2 separate regions of the Mus musculus genome follow, and region 2 is linked to region 1. Evidence: chromatin contacts called from public Hi-C data. All regions are on one chromosome and are shown on one strand. Each heading gives the region's core, a stretch centred on a gene start, on an enhancer-like site or on the middle of the called end of the contact. The rest is flanking DNA. Distances are from core to core; before and after follow the strand shown.

What was found. A called contact is a pair of places that touch in the nucleus more often than the background predicts.
Region 2: a contact with region 1 is called in a Hi-C map of liver, with 2.0 times the contacts expected there. The contact joins two enhancer-like sites. A contact is called at or near these places in 1 of 15 datasets of contacts at CTCF or cohesin (the NIH/3T3 cell line) and 1 of 484 Hi-C or Micro-C datasets (liver).

Annotation. Positions count from the first base shown.
Region 1 is chr3:148,897,083-148,901,516 of GRCm38.p6, reverse strand. The region is part of intron 1 of Adgrl2 (adhesion G protein-coupled receptor L2); the gene reads left to right. Among named protein-coding and RNA genes, the nearest start is that of Adgrl2, 55 kb to the left of the region's middle. Within about 2 kb of position 2,771, at least 31 of the 459 cell types and tissues checked have an H3K27ac peak or open chromatin away from gene starts, as enhancers often do. A contact at or near this core is called in liver, where this site is marked.
Region 2 is chr3:149,435,798-149,439,685 of GRCm38.p6, reverse strand. The region is part of intron 1 of Gm30382 (a long non-coding RNA gene); the gene reads left to right. A630039O03Rik (a long non-coding RNA gene) reads right to left here. Exons shown (of 6, transcript XR_376220.3): 1 at 1-3,888. Among named protein-coding and RNA genes, the nearest start is that of Gm30382, 7.9 kb to the left of the region's middle. Within about 2 kb of position 2,540, at least 47 of the 459 cell types and tissues checked have an H3K27ac peak or open chromatin away from gene starts, as enhancers often do. A contact at or near this core is called in liver, where this site is marked.

The sequences.
Region 1 (4,434 bases), core at 1,522-4,021:
CACTGCTTTTTTCACTGTGTAGAGAAGTCCCATGTTGCTCTTTTAAGGTTTTTATAACTATGTAATAACAGAATCAATTTATGGTATTAATGATTTACAAAATTTCAGTTTTTTTTTAAAAACTTCATCTTTTCATCATAATGTAGATAGACCTCAAAGACATGGGAGATGGTGCCTAGACTCACTCAAGTGTCAAAGCCACCATACTGTCATTTTACAAATGATATCCGCGTCCCATCATGGGCTAGCGTTCCATCCTAAATTACAGTGTGACTGTTGCTAGGGTCGCCTGGTGGATTTTAGAGTGGTCGGTACACTGGGTGGGCTTCTTACAGGGTGTGAAAATAAACTGATTCCAGAGTGATCTAAGAAAGACATCAGAGCCTGCCAGACACAAATACAGCAGGAAAAGTGACTGAGCAGTAAAGAAATGCTTGTTTTTACTTGAGGTGAAATTTTAAAATATTGTTGTCCTTATTTTGTTTTGTTTTGTTTTGAAGTTTGCATACAGAGTAGTGTGTTTCCTTGTGGCCATTTCCTGCCTTTGTATTCTGAAGGGAGGGAGTGAGGCCTGCTGATCCTCTCCTTTTACTTTTTTGGGGCATCTTGGAGGTTTTGATTAGGTCAGCAGTACCAGTAAGCAAATAGCACAGCAGTGACATTGCTCAGGAGCATCTTATATGTGCGGTTCAGTTATGTCACTAGTTTGGCTAGTTTTCCTCACAAGTTCCTACCATCCTTTAGAACACAGTCCTTGCATCTGATTGTGCCACCAGTGACTTCGTATCTTAAACTAATCAATTAAAATTTCCACACTGTTTTGTGGACATAAAAGGAAACATTTCAACATGTTTTGGGTCTCCAAAGTTAGTTTTTCTTAGGCGAGGACACAAGAACTTTCCTGGCTTCCTCTTGGAGTCCGGTTGGACTTTTCTTCCTTTTAGCAGAAAACCCTTTTCTGATGTCTTCAGTAGTATTCTTGTATTCACCGTTTGAAAGGGAAAATTCTAAGTTCGATACTCCTTTGGGATTTTAAGGAAAACAGGTATATCTTTTACAAGCACTGTAGGACTAAGCTGGTCAGCATGTGATTCCAGTACTGGGGAGGTGGAGGCAGGAAGATGGCAAGTGTAAGGGCAGTGACTGCTACAGAGTGGATTCGAGGGCAGCCTTGAATACAGGAGACCTTGTCTCAAAATAAACACGTGGAACAGCAACAACAAAATTAATAACAACAAAAGAAAGTGTATGTGATGGAAAGTTAAAAGCAGTAGGCCCTCTGTGGAAGAACTTGGATGGACTTTTCTCGTTGGCAAACGGTTGGCATGGCTAACTGGAAAGGCAGGGCTCTGCGGGGTTCCGTGGGGATTCCTTTCCTTAGAAGGAGCCTCCTGAGCTGTCCCCCTTTAGGCCCCTTGTATGAGTCAGCAGAGGTTGCCTGCAGTCACCCTAGGGTTCCTCGCCCAGGACACAGAGAAATGTGTGGGTGGCTTCGATGTAGTTTCAGAGTTGTTAGCACAGACTCTGGAGTCTGCATTAATTGGCTTCCTGGAGCTGCCTTCCCTGAGCTAGGTGGGACTGCTTCACACCTGGAGAGTTTATTACTGCCTAATAAAACTTCATTGATGTGAAAGTCCTACATTGGAAATCCACTGTTGTCTCTGGTGGGGACCCTTTTACATTCACCTTTTAAAAAATGAGGTCGCGATTAGTAGCTTTCTGCCTTTGTTCCCCACCCCCCCCCCCCACCCCCTGGAATTTTGGTAAAAGTATTGTTTCTATGTGAATACAGCAGGAGGTGAAGTAACCCTTCAGATGTGTACTCTCTTTGATCTGGGAGACCTGCCCTCTGTGTAGATGAAGTCCCAGGACAGGATGGAGCCCTGCTTAGTCTGCTCGGCTGGGTGTGCCTGACTAGATGCAGAAGTCAGTTTCAGTCTGTGTTCTTCCTTCTGACGTCACTGCTTTGAAGGACATAGTTCTCCAAGTCTAGGCCGCAGAATTAATGGGATTCTGATAACAAATGGGTGTAAAGGGGAATTGTAAAAATCGATTGTGTTCTTCAGTGAGAGGTGGCAGTCCCCTCCCTGAGATAAGAAATCGTTTTTCTTTATTTATTCTGTGATTATTTTCTAGTTTCTTTGTTGACAATGCATGAATTATAGAGATGCTCTGGAGAGCTTTCATTTAGTCACACAAAGTGAGTGACCTAGAAAGATTTCGTTCCTGATGCTAACTCCTTATTAGCTTGTAGCTGACTGGGAACAGAAGTGTTGTAAAGAATATTTTATTTCCTTGAAGAGAAACAAGTGGGTCGTTGCTTTCTATCTATTGTCCTGTAATTCATGACCTGAAAGGTGGAGTGGCTTTGATCTCCAGCTCCCCACCCTTCAGTAGGCGTGGCTTCAGAGGGTGAGTTAGATGAAGACCCTCTTCCCAAGGAGACACTACCCAGACGCAGGTCCACACTCATGTTAACTCCGCTGTAGTCCTGAGCAGTAAGACACAGTGTAAGTATGCAAGCCTGAGGTCAGACTCTCCCATTGTCAGGGAAGCCTTGAGCTGGGTTTTGGTTGAGTTCTTTTTCCTTTTCTTTTGAGTCAGGGTTGCATGTAGCCTAGGCTGACATCAAGCTGAATGTACAGGTGAGCATGGCCATGAACTTCTGTTTCGCCTGCCTCCTTTATTGCTGGGGTACAGGTATGCACCATAGCACCTAAGTTATGAGGTCCCGTGGTGTGGACTCACGGCTTCCTGCATGCTAGGGAAGTAAGTGTTCTATCAAATAAGCTGCAGTCCCCAGGCAACTTCATAGTCCAAAGGTAACTGCGCCTTGCTGTGCAGTCCATTGGAAATGTTTCTGAAGCAGATTGGAAATCTGGAAGCCTGTGTTTCTGAGCTTTGGAGAGGTTGTGGTTGCATGCTAAGACTCTTTACAAAACAAAACAAAACAAAACAAAACAAAAAGAAACAGCTTTTCCTGAGGCCTAATGTTATTTTTGTAGACATCCTTGCTGGGAGGTTTTCCTTTAAAGTTCAGGATTAAACCTGTCATATTTTATAACTTAAACTGCAGTGTTTTAATGACACTTGTGAATTATTACCCAGTGGTGGGTAATTTAGAAGTTTTTACAAGAGTGGGATCAATTTCTTTCTAATAAGTAATTTAATCCCAGGGTTTTTAAAGGACTAATAATGAGTTATTTTCTCAGCATTCTGAGAGGACCTCGGAAGTGCTAATATTGACCTATCAGCTGGTCGGAGTCTTAACATTTTACCTTGGCGCGTCCAGAAGGTGACCAAGATTAGTGATACTTAACTTTACATAATTATAGAGTTTTCAAAAATTAAAAAAAATATATTTCCAAAGATAATTATAGCATTTTTGGATTTAAATTGATTTTACTTAAGTTACTGTTAAGATTTAAAAGTAATAAAGTTTTTTTTTAATGCTTTGTGGTTTTTAAACATCCAGTTGAGTTTTTTTATTTATCTAGAATAAACAGCTCGATTCTAAACCCAAATGACACCAGAAGTAAAGGCAGGGCCTGGCAAGATGAATCCGTTGGTAAGTTGGGATGTGAGTCCCATCCCTGGGATCCCCATGGGAGAAGAAGAGGAATAACTCCCACAGGTTGTCTTCTGGCCTACACCCACATCCAGACACGGAATTAAATAAACGTAACAAGGCTGAAGAAACTAAAGCGGGCCAGGCTTCTGGGTTGAGCTGTGTAATCTCATGACCTTAAATTGAACAATTGCTTTTTTTTTTTCTTGAACACCCTCTTTGTGTTTGGGGTTCATGTAAAGACCCTACACATAAAGACTTCCATTTTTTTTTTTTATACCAGTATGTTTACGCTAGCCCATGGGAGTTGTACACTTTTTATCTTTATTGTTAGTGTTGACAATAAGGCCAAAGGTGAATGCTGTTTATAGTGTTATGTGTCATGGTTTGGGATTCTCAGTGCATAGACACCTCAAAGAGATTGTGTATCAGTGGACACAGAAACCCTGATGCTTTAGAGGTTCCTCTTTATGCACGCGCGTGCGTGTGTGCATGTGCGTGTGCGTGTGCGTGTGTGTGTGTGAATGTGCAGATATGCTATGGTGTGTCTCAGACGTCAGAGAATAATTTTTCGTGAGTCAGTTGTCTGCCACGTTGGTCCCAGCCTTTGAACTCAGGGTTTCAGAGGAGCACCTTTACCAGTGAGCTATCTCATCAGCCCTGATGGGGGTATTTTAATAACTAGAGTAGTCAAGAAACCGAAGCAGCATCGAGCTCCCACAAACTTACATGAAATTATGTTTCTAACACCCTGCCGTTAGCCACGGGAAGTTTTATTAAGCTCTTGAGATTTGAGACGTTGTGTTTCATTGACATCATGAATATGCAGAGGTAAATGGAACTGTTGAACTATTAGTGAACTAATT
Region 2 (3,888 bases), core at 1,291-3,790, 540 kb before region 1:
ATAGTAATTAATCTTAAACACAGCATACTCTTTGTCCCGAAGCTTTGGTCCTGAGAGGAGACAAGGCCAGGGAAAGCACTAGGGTAGGAGGATACTCTGCTGTAGATGGATGGAATTAGAAATCCTGTAACAAAGTCCACAGAGAGCATTTGTGACCATGAGCCAAGTTCGAAAAAGGAATTCGCGGACATCAACTGGGCAGGTGGAGAGGAAGAGAGTGGAAGCCATGGGCTCGGGTGCACCGTAATACAAAGCTTTTGCTGCGTGCATGCTCCTGGGAAAATGCTGGATACCTGCAATAAGATATGGCCTCAAGGTGATACCTAGAAAGGAACAACCCACAGCAGAGAGTGGGACAAACAGCAACGGTACCCAGATAGTAGAAGGGTTTCCTAACTCCTTCTGGGGACCAAGACGGAGAGGAATCAAAAATCTCGTGGTGTTTTCCAAGACTCTGGGTGGGTAAAGACACTGAGCGAAGGGGACTCAGTATGGCTGGATAGCAAAGCTCAGGCGCTCCACATGGATTCATTTTTCCTCCTTCAGTCACAGGGATGAAAAACACTATCATGAAATCCTTTTGATTAGCTTGTGAGAGGAAAAAAAAAAAAGCATTGCAACCTGGCTACTGGGATTTTAGTGGATTCAGGCAGGGATGGAGCAAGGACTGCAGGTGACTCTGTGAGCATCTTTCTAATTAACGAGAGGGGTGTGTGGCCATAGTTTAAAGTTTCACATCCTTGACTAAGAAAAGAGAGGGGGAAAAATAGGCATTTTAAATCACAGGAATGGATTTTTCAAGGGAAGCACAAAGCAGCTGGCTGACTACCGACAGGGACCTGCTAGAATCCCATCAGGGGTGCCATTTCATCGGACATGCTAAAATTCCGATGGGGCGCCATCTCATCTCGCCAGACCTGTTTCCTCATCTGGACGATAAATTTTCACGATATCCACCTCTCTGCTTTATGGCAGGGAATGAAAGCAGCTGCTGTCGGCCTAATCCTATGCTGAGATTACTCCCCACGCAATTTTTTTTCTGTAAAAAAATTATATTCATGCTTTGCTCTATGCCATTCATAGACAAAACAATTCCGATGTTTCATTTTGTAGCTTAGAAAATAGCTTTATGGAGCAAGGAAGGGCTGATTCTAATCTGTTACTAATAAAGAGCCTCAAGTCCTTTGGATTTAAAACTCTCTGGACCTCAGCTCAGTGTGACACACCCACCGAAGCCAAGAGCAAAAGGTTCTTCCGGTGCTAGATGTCACAGTTATCGTTTTGATTAAAATTAACAGTTTCCCCTAACTCGGCTTCTCTGGACTCAATTTAACATCATTGGGCCTAATGACTCTGGACCGGTCTGAGTTCATGTCTATGGCTCTTTCAATTCAGTTATTTTTATTTTATATATTTGAGTTCATGTGTGCACACATGTACCTGGTGCCCTTAGAGGTCAGAAGAGAGCCGTGGATCCCTGAACCTGGAGTTACAGAGGGCTGTGTGCTGCCATATGGGTGCCAAGAATCATCTCTACGTTCTCTGGAAGAGCAGCCAATGCTCCTGCCAGCTGAATCACTTCTCTGGACTTTGTGGCTCTGAAATTAGTATGTACATCCCTGTTCCGAGTCAGGCCAGAGAAGAGCACTGGCCCCTGTTCACAGCCATGCCAGAGAAGAGCAGTGGTTGCTTGTTGCCAGCCACGCCAGGGGAGAACACCCGCCCCTGTTCCCAGACACACTAGGGGAGAGCACTGGCCCCGTTCCTACCCATGCCAGGAGAGCACTGGCCCCTGTTCCCAGCCACGTCAGGAGAGCACTGACCCCTGTTCCCAGCCATGCCAGGAGAGACGCTGACCCCTGTTCCTACCCATGCCAGGAGAGCACTGACCCCTGTTCCCAGCCATGCCAGGAGAGACGCTGACCCCTGTTCCCAGCCATGCCAGGAGAGACGCTGACCCCTGTTCCCAGCCACGTCAGGAGAGAGCACTGGTTGCAGATTATTTTTTTAGTCCAGTTGATAAACAGCATCTGTCCAGACTACAGGGAGTTTGCAGAACCCAAGCTCGAAAGGCAGACTGGCAACTTCTGAGAACTCTGAATTAGGCAGATGTAGACTTGTTCCTAAGAATTCTGTGTGTGAGGCACGGTGAATGTCGAGAACTCCCATAGCTTTGTGGGCTTTTGGCGATCTCTCTGAGCACTATGTTAATGAGTTCCTTAAACACAGACTGCCATTGATTTCTTCCTGATGTTCATTGATTCCTCTCGACATTGCTTCATGTATGTATTCTCCCCCAAACATCTAGTATCGATATTTCTCTCCCTAGAACTCTGTCCCCAATCCATTATAAGCATATCATTAAAACCTGTTTAATTTCCTAAGAAAGATTACATTAAGAGCACTGTCAGGGCCATTATGCCAATAGCAAAAGATAAACATGTATTTGGCAGTGCAAAATGCTATTATCTGTCGGGGTCAATCTGTTTATTTTACTTAGAGCAATCTGCCGCCACCACCACTGCCACCCAATGTTAGTCACAAAAGCAGATCCTTCTCTGCCAGGAACTGTTTGGAGGAATTCTGACAGCGAAATGCCCTCAGTCACCTACTACTGTGACATAATCTCTGTTTGTGTGTGTGTGTGTGTGTGTGTGTGTGTGTGCGCGTGTGCGTGCACCAATGAGCATGAAATAAGACACAGACTAAGGATCATGTGTTTCAAGCTTTACAACATTTTTATGCTTTTGTACATAAAGAAAAATAAGGATAATTTGATGAACAGTGGTATCTCATTTGTAATACCTGCTTGGAGTAGAATGGAATGACCGGAGAAGGGCAGCATGGATTATAGGAGTCTGCTCTATAAGTGCATGCTCAAAACTGCTCTCCCCTTAAGCGGTGTCCACTCATAATCATCTTTATTGATCTAAAGACAACGGAGAGGGAGAGGCAAGGCAAGAAAGGAGAATAAAGAGTTAGGGCTCATCTTGTTCTGGATGCAAATATGCTTCTTTTCTTCTTTCAACTTTTTTCCTTGAGACAGTAGTTTCTAAATATATCTGAGCAACACTGCTGGCTGCCAGCTGCTATGGGCATGAAGTTCCTCTTTAATGAGATGAAACAGTATCAGGAAGTGAACTCGCCCCACGCGCCATAGCTGACTTTCACGGGGTCTCTATGTAGCCTACGATGATCCGAAATGGAAATGAATTGAATATTCAGGCACAGTGCACCAACTCTCCTAAAAAATAATTTCATCTGACTTCATTACATGGTGATCATTTCCTGAATGCCATAAAACGCTGAGGAAAATAATCAAAATTGATGTGTGTATTGATTGACATGCTAGTTTTCTAAATAGAAGCTGGAAATATATAAACAGCACTAGGTCTCTGCAGCTTTCCACAGGCTGGAGAATTCCCTCACTCACCCAGCCCTCACTGGGCCCCAGGATGAACACTTCTGAAACCATTTCTCAGCGGTCCATTAGGCTCATCTTTAGTGTGATTCAGAATTTACATGTGTCGTTTGCATAATTTTGCATGAGAGTGTCTGCTTTAAATTAGGTAAAGGTCAACGTCATTCATAATCAAGAGGAAGGTGGATTAAAGGTCATAATTCAATTAGAAAAAAAATTCCTGATTAGCTGTAGAAGTATGCTCACGTGATTCGATATCGTTGAATAAGTGTGAGGCACAAGTCTACAAACTGGCCTCAGCGTGAGAGCATTCCAAGAGATTTCTGTCAAAAAAAAAAAAAAAAAAAATCAGACTCTCGCCTTTTTTAACCTAGCCTATATAGAGATACTTCAGCTGATTCTCTTAGCACTGGGTGTCTTTTATAATGTCATTTGGTTTTAGGAATGACATAAATGACAATTTTATC